Regions from separate parts of the Mus musculus genome. Here region 2 is linked to region 1. The links are chromatin contacts, called in public promoter capture Hi-C maps. All regions are on one chromosome and are shown on one strand. Each heading gives the region's core, a stretch centred on a gene start, on an enhancer-like site or on the middle of the called end of the contact. The rest is flanking DNA. Distances are from core to core; before and after follow the strand shown.

Region 1 (5,322 bases), core at 1,586-4,085:
TTCCCTGAGCATCTTTGGCAGGGGAGCTGTTTATTATGCAACAGTAGGATTTGTTTCTTTGAAGCCTCCAGACCTAGGCAGAGTTCTGTGAGCCTGCACAGACCCTCTTTCCTCCCTGAAGGTTCAAGATGGACACCAATTCCCTTGGTCTAGGCATCTGTGAGTTGAACTGCTACTAAGCTGTTTGATAGTGACCGCTACTCGGCAGCACGTGGAGCCAGAGGAACTGCTAGCCTCTTCCCCACTTTGCTGTTTTTGCACAAGTGTCTGACTCATCCTGCTTTGCATGCTGGTCCCTCCTCAGTTCAGTGAAGTAACCAGAAGTTGCAAAAATGCTCTCTGGAGGATGGCCTTGCTTGCAACCTTACTCCAGTGTTGTAAACAGTCTCCTGGAGAAAGAGAGAGCCTTTCTGTTACTTAAAAGGTGAATAAACAAAAAAACCCATCTTTTAATCCCAGCTCTTGAGAACCAAAGGCTGATTGATCTCTGTGAGTTTGAGCCAGCCTGGTCTACAGGGTGAGTCCAGAGTGACCAGAGTGGCCTAAAGGAAGACTCTGTCTCAAAACAACAACAACAACAACGATTTTAAGTTCCTTTTGTGTATACCAGTATGTTTGTGTGAGGGTACAGATCTGGAGATCAAAGGGCAGCCTGCAGGAACCGAGTCTCTTCTATCATCTGGATCTGGGAATCAAACTCAGGTCCCTTAAGATTGGCAGCGTTCGTCTTTACTTACTGAGTTGTATCAATAGCCTCAACCCTAGAACACCCAATTATCAGGCTGTCCACCTTGCACTCAGAGATCTCTTGTCTCTTCCTTGCTAGAGTAAGAGGTGTGAAGCCATCACACATGGACCTCTAGATAGATATTTTCTGAGGTTGGCTGACTCGCAAACATGGGACCTGCTTCAGGGCTAACCACACACTATGGCTTGAACATTAATCTTCCTACGTCCACCAGCTGGCCAGGTTCCGCCAACCTAGTAAGGCAAAGGGGCAGCAGCTCAGCTCCAGGACACGGTCGAGCAAGGTGGACAGCTTAATTATTGGCTATTTCTGCTAGTGGATGCTGTTTGAAACTGCTCAGTGGATCTACAGGCCTACCGAGCCTGGCTACTTCTCTTGAGGTCAGAGTCGAGCCAGCTGAGGAAATGGAGGGACCAAGATAAATGGTTAAACAAGAAGAGGAGCTTTTTGAGTTAGGGTCCCAAGTAGCCCAGGCTGGCCTTGAACTCATTATGTAGCTGAGGAGGACTTTGAACTCCAGGTCCTTCAGCAGTGACCTGCTGGGATAACGGATGTGCCTCCATGCATGGCTACTAGTTATTGCTTCTCCTCTCTAGGACGGGGTCTTACTGTGTAGCCTGGTTGGCCAGGCGTGTTAAGTATGTTATGCACTGCTGTGAAGGATACCTGACAAGAGCAATGGAATGGAACTGTTTATTTTGGTTCATGGTCAAGGGGACAGCGTGACAGGAGGGCATGACGGGAGCTTGGGGCAGATGGTCATACTTTATCCACTGTCAGGAAGGGAGCGAGGTGAATGCTGGGGCTCAGCTTCTTTCTCCTGCTTCACTCAGCCCGGACCCCAGCCTGTGGATAGTAGCGCCCGTCTTGGGGGAGTTTCCCCACCTCAGCTAACCTCATCTAGAAGCTTCCTCACAGCCCAGAGGCTTGTTTCTATGGTGATTCTGAATACTCCCAAGTTGACACTTGGTATTTGGATGGGGTGGTACACATCTGTAACCCCACCCTCAACCCCAGCACCCGGGAGACCTAGGTGGGAGGATTGAACCTTTGGAGTTAGCCTGGGCTACACTGTTTCAAAGTACAAATGAAAAAAGAAAAAAAAGGCAAAAGGACCCACATACAGGGAGTGGTCTGACCATCACAAGCCCCTTGCAGTGGCCTAAATGTAATTTGGGGGGTAACAGGTACATCAGCGCCCCTGTGCCCCACACTCTGCTGCCTTAGGAACTGCACACAAGGAAGGGCAGTCAGCCCTGTGACTTGGCTTTGTGAGCATCTGTCTGCTTTCCTTGAAAGCCAGGGGCCCAGGCTACCCTAGTAAGACAAAGAGTCCGTATCTGTTGCCTGCTGGCTCTGAGAGGAATACAAGTACTTGCTTTTCCGTGTTAGCATATCATTCCTGAGCAGACCCCAGCTGGCTGCAGTTGACTTGGAATGTCTGTTTCATCCCACTTCTGTGAGACAGACTCTTCTAGAAGCAGGTCCTACACACCTCCTGGTCTCAATTTGTGAATGTTTGACAGAAGGTGCGTGGGCTTATCAAAGACGAAGATAAGGTTGGACAGACACAGTCAGCACTGAATACATAGTGTGGTTGAAATATTTAATACAGTATTCTTGAGGACATGAGAGTTAAATTTGTCCTTTAGTGTCAGATACCAAAAAAAAAAAAATAAAGGCCGGGGGTCTGGGCCGGCAGTATAGTAGAACCCCCTTCCTGAGGCTGGGAGCTTTACTCAATGGTGGAGGGCCTGCCTAGGATTCCCAGTGATGGGCTGGAGACGTGGCTCAGTGGTAGAGCAGTATCTACCCTGTGGGAAGCCCTGGGTTTCATTCCCAGCACCACCCCATAAGGACGAGTAAGGATAAGTTGAGATGAGAGCCAGCTCTTAGAAAAGCATTTGTCTAAAATCCGAGAAGAAGCTGACTCTCAAGTGGGCTGTGGACTGGAAGGACAGATACCCCAGATTGAGGCTGGTTGGCTCAGTGCCTGAAGCTGTGACAGCAAACGGAAGCTGACAGGAAGCCACCTCAACTGGCCTGGGTTGCCGAGATATGACTCAGGCATTTCTGACTGAGTTGTGACTGGAGCAGCGCACACTCAGTCACAGGACTATGAGGAAGCAGAAGGGACAGCCTGCCCCTGGGGTTCTGGACCTCATGCTGTTATGACCCTGATCAGATCTACCTACCTGCCAGGTTTTCATGCTGAATAGGCCAGCTGAGCACTCCCAAGACCATGTCTGGTTCAGTGTCTCCCCAGGACTGAGAATTGAGGAAAGCTTTTTTTTACTTACAACTGTGGTGTGTTACAGCGTGGGGGGTGGGAGCTGAAGCCTGGAGGGCGGGGTGCGGGAAAGGCTGGGGTGGCATTTCCAGTTGGCCTCTCCTTGCGGGGGTGGGGGGCAGTGGATGACATTTCATTCTGTTGGCAATGATGGATGACTTCCTGTATGAAGCAGAGATGGTCCCTGCTTTAACAATGGCGTGAAAAGTCAGCGAGTTGGTACCTCGTAGGCTTCTCGGGGGATGATTTTGTCCAACAGACCATGAAACTGTCTTGAGCACCTCTCATGAAGCCAAGATGTTACAGTATTTGCTGAGTTAGTCATATTAAATACAGTGTGTGCACACGTGCGCGAGTGCTCCTGTGTGCGTGTACACACCAGTGAACAACCTTAAGTAGTGTTCCACAGGAAAGCCAACTCAGTCCTCTGCCCTCTGCCTTCCCAGCACTGGGACTGGGATCACTGGCATACCTGGCTTTACAGCTTTCTATTTTTATTTGTGTATGTGCTTGTGTATGAAAGCGTGTGTGTGTGCACGTGTGCGCGCGCACTGAAGCATGTGTGGAGGTTAGTAGACAATTTTCAGGAGTATATTCTTGTTCCAATGTGGGTCCCAGGCGTGGAATTCAGGTCATTGTGCCTAAACCTGCTGAGCCACCTCACCAACCATAGTCAGCTTTGTTTTTTTTTTAAATACAAGCTCCGGGGTTTGAACCCAGTTTCTCAGATTTGCAAAGCAAACACTTAGTCTTATCAACCCCTTAAATATACTTTTAAGTCAGTTTATGATGGTAGTCTCAGGACCTGACCCAAGCATCAGTTGAAAATCAGCTGTGATCAACGGTAAATGAATGTCCTTAGAGCCTTGGCATCAAGGATATTGTGGGCATCAGGCTTGCAGGTCTGGAAGCCTAGACTGTGTCGCTAGGACCTATGGATGTCAAACCAGCTCAGGGTTTCCAAGTACCAGATGCCAGGCTGTGTGTTAGAGACTCACTGTTAGTTGGACCTGTTCTTGAGGCCCAGGGTCTCCAGTTAATGTATTCTAGTCAGCCAGAATCTCCAGGGCCAGTTGCAAAGACTTAGGACCATGTCCCATTCAGACAACTCAAGAGCCCAGCCTTTGGGGCAAAGGAGCTATCTCTCTACTGGGGTCTTAACCATGTCTTTGTCTTTGTGGGCATGTGTGGGGGTCTTTGCAAACACCACAGCCATCAGCGTGTTGATTCAGGAGAAGCAAGAGGGAGCTTCGATTCAATACCACTAAGGCAGGCTTGGTTCAAATTTTAGGCAGTTTCTTTTAGGCATATTTAAGCACAGTATAATTTAGGAAAAAGTTTCTTGATGATAATTAACTCAGTCCCATGTGTACAGCAAAGTTTAAGACATAATTACATCAGAGCTCTTGTAAAGGACAAGTGACATCTTCCATAGAGATAGGTTCTGTAGACGAACGAAGAAAGCAGGCTCAAGGTAAACCGTGCTCAGATAAGGCTCTCCCGAAGGATAGCCTGCAGATTGACGGAGATAAACCTAAGAGTCTGGGAGAGCTGTTGTGGCTGAACATACTCAGAGCACGGAGGTCACCAGGCCTTAACCGCATCCATTCCTAGCCTTCTGGGCAGAAAACAGGTTACACACACACACACACACACACACACACACACACACCCCTTTGAAGAGACAACCATGTGTGTTTAACCATCCTGGTTTCCTTGGTGCTTAATGGTGAGCACAAGGACCTACGTGTGTCCTACAGAGTTGGAGATGCTCAGGGACACCAGGAGCCATGGTTTCTGTTCTCATCATTGGCTAAGGGGCTCATCCTACCTGTGACAGAGCCACCACCATCAGGGTGGTTTGCGGGTGTTAGCTCTTCCCTAGGCTGCAGTGGCCTGGACTGAAGCCTTGCGGAGGCAACTTCCCCTGCTCGGTCTGTGCGACCCTCACTCTGAAGCGTTCAGATGGGCACCTCTGCTGGCCTCGGGGCCACTCGACTCCTTACTGACATCTGCTGGTTCTCTCCTGACAGTTGTGTCACCAACATGGGGGACTCTCACGAAGACACCAGTGCCACAGTGCCTGAGGCAGTGGCTGAAGAAGTGTCTCTATTCAGCACAACGGACATTGTTCTGTTTTCTCTCATCGTGGGGGTCCTGACCTACTGGTTCATCTTTAAAAAGAAGAAAGAAGAGATACCGGAGTTCAGCAAGATCCAGACAACGTGAGTGGTGCCCTCAGAGACCCCTTGGCTATCTACCCCTTTCACTGGACATCCTGGAC
Region 2 (5,322 bases), core at 1,465-3,964, 81 kb after region 1:
TGTAAGCTTTCTGCCCTTGTTTGGCAGTGAAGTGAGTTCCTTGGTCTGAGGTAATATGTGGAATGGCAAGCAGGCCTGCTATCAGGTTCCTGCCTTGAGCTCCCTCAAATGATAGCCTGAGACCTGGAAGTTTAAGCCACATAAGCCCTTCTTCCCTGAAGTGTTTTTGGCCATGGTGCTTGTCACAGCAGCAGAGAACAGACTGGATCAATTCCTAGTGCCACCAAAAATAAAAGGTCTGAGGAGCAAGTTCATGGTCAGCCTGGCTTACATAGTGCAGTCTGCTCCAGGAGGGGAGAAACAGAACCACCTCCTTTGTGCCTCAATTCTGCAACCTTCCTTTCACCTGACAGGCTGGAGCTAAGGTCTAGTGATCTCTTGGTTGTGGATGGTCACTGCTCATATTTCAGGGCTGCCCCATGGGTGCTGGCATAGGCTGGGATAGCTCCAGGCCCTATTTCTTTCTTTTTTTTAAGATTGGTACTGGAGGGCTGTTGGGCTGTTGAGATGACTCAGGGGTTAAGAGCACTGACTGCTCTTACGTAGGTCATGAGTTCAAATCCCAGCAACCACATGGTGGCTCACAACCATGTGTAATGAGAAAATTAAAGGCCTGGTGCGAGAGGGAAGTGGGGAGAGGGGGAACAACTGATGCTGGAGAGCAAACGCAGGTTCTCATTCTTGCATGACTAGTCAGCGCTCTACTTGACTGGACCATCTGCCCAATCCTGGTTAGTCCTTTTTTTTTTTTTTTTTGTATAGACTTTATTATTAAAAAATCCTTTAAGTAAATAAAAGTATCACACACCCAAAAATGTAGACCCAAAGTCCATATAACTTAGTGAACTTATGCACAGTTAGAATTGGTATTAGAGGGGGCTGGTAAGATGACTGCTCTTCCGAAGGTCCTGAGTTCAAATCCCAGCAACCACATGGTGGCTCACAACCACCCGTAATGAGATCTGACACACTCTTCTGGTGTGTCTGAAGACAGCTACAGTGTACTTATGTATAATAATAAATGAAGCTTGGGCTGGAGCAAGCAGGGACTGAACGAGCGGTATTGACCAGAGTGAGCTGAGGTCCTAAAAATTCAATCCCTAAAAACCACATGAAGGCTCACAAACATCTGTATAGCTAAGGTGTACTCACATACATAAAATAATCTTCCTTTAAAAAAATTGGTATTAGAAACAAATTGTAGCAAAGCGAGGTGTTTAATTCCAGCACCAGGAGTCAGAGGCAGGCAGATCTCTGAGCTGGAGGCCAGCCTGGTCTACATAGTTCCAGGACAACCAGGGCTACATATAGAAACATTGTCTCAACCTAAAGAGGAAGAGAAAAGAAACCAGCCACGAAGCATCACCACATAAACACATACCACCCAGCAAAAACTCCATGGCAAGAGTGAAAGTAGGAAAGCAATGACCTTTATGTCCTCTGGCTACATGCTTTTTTGACAGTCTCACTATGTTTAAGGTAATACAAAATCCCGCTTAAGGTGAAAAATCCTTCTGAGCGCTGGGATCTCAGGTCCCACTGCCACATTGGTGTTGGCTCCTGCCTGTCAGGTCTCGCCTGACAGCTCTGGTCTCAGAACTAGCAGGAGAAATGAAGGTGAAGGGCTGGGACCCCAAGGCTCCAGAAAAGACACCCCCAGATGTCTAGGCAGAGCAGGGATCTCCAGTCTTCCTTGGCAGCCTGCTCACACAGGAGAGTGCTGGGCTAGCATTTCAGGCAGCGAAGGAGCAAGTGTGTCCAAACTTCTGAGCCTGAGATTAAGGCCTTGCCAGCTACAAGGTTCCTCATCAAAAGTCCCACAATCTAGTAAGGAAAACATTGCATAAGGTCGACAGTTCCCTGGTAGAGGACATGTTCTTCATAAGCACAAGGCCGTGAGTTTGAACCCCCAGGACTCACTGGCCAGGCAACCTGGTCACATCACTGAGTGGCAGGCCCATGAGACAGACTGTCTCAAAACCAAGATGGACAGACTGGATGTTCTGAGGAACACCTGAAGTTGACCTCTGACCTCCACACACAAGTGCACACACAGACAAACACACCTGAACACACGTGCACACAAATATAAATCTAACAAAAGAGGGAGATGACTCGATGTTTTAAATAACTTCACAATTTGGTGTTAGGCCACAGACTGAAGCTGCTTCAGTCCAATGAGAAAGATCCTCTTTGCATGCGAAGTGGGCTCTAGACTACATTCCGGGAAAGTGCCAAGAGACTCCTAGCCAAAGGCCGGCACTCCACGATGCAAGAACACAACAGAGAGCCTGAGAGTCAACGGGGTGGCTGTAAGCAGCTTGGGAAGGGCCAACTCACTTCTCAGCCCCATTTCCACTCCCTCTCAGCGCCACTGGGGAGATGCTCAGTGGGGGAAATACCTAGTACTTAAACACAGACGAAGAGCACACAGAAAAAGCCAGGTGTGGCATTATGCACATGTAACCACAGCACTGAGGAAATTGGAGGTAGAACGGAGACAGGAGGATTCCTGGCACTTGCTGGCCAGCCAGGCTAGCCAATCAGGGAGCTCTGGGGTCAGTGGAAGACCAGGAAGAGCTGGAGGGATGACTTAGCAGCTAAAAGCTAGTACTGTTCTTGTAGAATGTCCATCCAGTTAACTCCCTCCCTGACCACCTCCTGTTTCCTGACTAGCAAAGCAAGGCGAGGGTGGTGATTGGAGTGTTAATGTGCTCATTATGCAAGCCATTATGAGAGGCAGTCCTTAGCAGCTTCGAGGCAGTGGGGGACCCGAATGAGAACAAATGGATTGTAGAAGATTGCTGGGGTCAGGGGAAGGAACCACGGTCGCATTGGAAAATGAAAAGGAGAGCAATTTAGTGAGTTTTCGTGAGTTCGCTGTGGTGTCCAGGCTTCCGGGCCCAGACTCTGCAGTTCCCTCTGTGGCCAGAAGAGGGGGCGAGAGGCCGATGCTGTGCATAGTTTCCAGGCAGACTAGGTCACTCGGGAGTGAGATTAGCATTCCAGAGCCAAATCAGGCTAGCCGTGCTGTCTGGTCTTGTCTCATCCAGGCAGAAGGGAGGGGACAGTCGCCAGCCGCCAGAGTAAGAGCAAACAATAAAGGGAGGGCCAAGGAAAGACGCCCCTAGGTCGGAAAGCAAAGCTCTGAGTCTCTGTAGGTTTGAGGGAGTGGCCAGACTGTCTATGGGCTTTTCCTGCCTCCAACGCTCTGGACACTGGACAAGGACAATGCTGATATCCAAGGAGAAAGGAGGCTGATATTCAAACCCAGTGTAGAAGAAAGCTACCTAGGGGACAGGAGTGGGGACAGGCCCAGGTCTGCCCTGCAGTTTCTGCAGACATCTGAGGCCAGAGACCTGGCCTGGGGCCTGTATTCTGGGCTCAGGATAGATCGCCTGAACCTACTTTAAAAGGCTATTGTTAGCTCCCAGTAAGAGGCTTATTGCTCTTCCGGAGGACCTGAGTCCAGTTTCTAGCACTCAGGTGTGGACTGTTCCAGAGGATCCAACGGCCTCTTCCAGGCTCTGGGGACTCCTGCACTCAGGTGCTGCACATAAATCTGCACAGGTAGGGGACTCAGAGATGGCTCAGTGGTTAAGATGACTGGTTGCTCTTCCAGAGGTCCTGAGTTCAAATCCCAGCAACCACACGGTGGCTCACAACCGTCTGTAATGGAATCCGATGCCCTCCTCTGGTGTGTCTGAAAGCTGAGAACTCGTACATAAAGCAAATAAATAAATATTTTAAAAACCAAAACAAAAGACTGTGCAGGTAGACATATACATAAAAATGACAAATCTGACCGAGAGAGAGAGAGAGAGAGAGAGAGAGAGAGAGAGAGAGAGAGAGAGAGAGAACTGTTGTCTCCTTTTCTCTAACACAAGGGGATCCTAGCCAGTTGACTAGATCACATTCTCTCTTGACCCTCTTCATTCTGTTATGCCATCTAACTGGGGTCACTGCAGGGCAGACAGAAGCAGATGCCAGAAGTGGAGAACCTCTTGAAAATAGTCACCCCAGGATAGCTGACCTACTGGGGAGGAAGAGACATTTCCGTAGCCCACTTAAGTCACCTGTTGTTGCTCTGTCTGAGGCCATCGCCTGTAGATCATCCCAAAATTCCCTTTAGTAAATGGGTAACTGCTGAACACGCCAAGAGGACCCCTAAGTCCACTGATCAGTACCCAAGTGCTTCCAGTATCCGGTACCCATCTGTCCTAGTCAGGGTTTCTAATACTGCACAAACATCATGACCAAGAAGCAGGTTGGGGAGGAAAGGGTTTATTCAGCTTACACTTCCACATTGCTGTTCATCACCAAAGGAAGTCAGGATAGGAACTCACACAGGTGGAACCTTGGAGGCAGGGGTGGATACAGAAGCCGTGGAGGGGTGCTGCTTGCTGGCTTGCTTCCCCTGGCTAGCTCAGCTTGCCTTCTTATAGAACCCAGGACTACCAGCCTAGGGATGGCACCACCCACATAGGGCTGGGCCCTCCCCACTTGATCACTCACTAATTGAGAAAATGTGTTATAGCTGGGTCTCATGGAGGCATTTCCTCAAGGGAGGATCCTTTCTCTGTGATAACTCCAGCTTGTGTCAAGTTGACACTAAACCAGCCAGTACACCATCTAAAACCAGATTTTATTTTTAATTATATGTTGCGGGGGTAGAGAGGGGAATTGCATGTGTGTGCAGGTATATGTGAAGTCCAGGAGAAGGGGTCAGATCCCTGGAGCTAGAGTTACAGGTGGTTGTGAGCATCCTGACATGAGTGCTAAGGCTCTGATCTCGAGTCCTCTGCAAGAGCAGTGAGAGTGTCCTTAACCATTAAGCCACCTCCCAGCCTTCCTTCCTTCCTTGGTTTTATTTTTGAGGCAAGATCTCCCTATGTAGCTCAGGCTACCCTGGAAACCATGATCCTTCTAGCTCAGTCTGCTGGGTGCTGAGGTGTAGCATCATACCCAGCTATACTGAATCCTTCAAAGGATTTTGTTTTTTTATTTTATGTGTATGAGTGCTTTGCCTGTGTGTGCACCATAAGTGTGCAATGCCCACACAGTCAGAGGAGAGCACTAATTCCCCTGGGACTGAAGTAACAGATGGTTGTGAGCTGCCATACTGGTGCTGGGAACCGAACCTCCGTCCTCAGTAAGAGCATCCAGTGCTCTTAACTGCTGAGCCATCTCTCCAGCCCTAGTTAAATATTTTAATAGCACCATAGACTGGCACTCCTCCTAAATACAAGCTCAAGTTTGGGGATCCAGAGAGCAACTTATATATCCCATTCCAGGGCACCCACACAGCTGTTCACCTCACTG

What was found. Capture Hi-C pulls out chosen DNA fragments and counts their contacts.
Region 2: a promoter capture Hi-C map of adipose tissue shows a contact between it and region 1. The contact joins two enhancer-like sites. A contact is called at or near these places in 5 of 115 datasets of contacts at active chromatin or transcription factors (effector CD8 T cells, embryonic stem cells, microglia and 1 more) and 3 of 9 other capture datasets (adipose tissue, liver and pancreatic islet).

The regions. Positions count from the first base shown.
Region 1 is chr5:135,710,801-135,716,122 of GRCm38.p6, forward strand. Por (P450 (cytochrome) oxidoreductase) reads left to right here. Exons shown (of 16, transcript NM_008898.2): 2 at 5,072-5,263. The coding sequence starts at 5,085. Among named protein-coding and RNA genes, the nearest start is that of Mir7034, 22 kb to the right of the region's middle. Within about 2 kb of position 2,836, at least 229 of the 459 cell types and tissues checked have an H3K27ac peak or open chromatin away from gene starts, as enhancers often do. A contact at or near this core is called in adipose tissue and pancreatic cancer cells, where this site is marked.
Region 2 is chr5:135,791,782-135,797,103 of GRCm38.p6, forward strand. No RefSeq gene overlaps it. Among named protein-coding and RNA genes, the nearest start is that of Mdh2, 16 kb to the left of the region's middle. Within about 2 kb of position 2,715, at least 225 of the 459 cell types and tissues checked have an H3K27ac peak or open chromatin away from gene starts, as enhancers often do. A contact at or near this core is called in adipose tissue and pancreatic cancer cells, where this site is marked.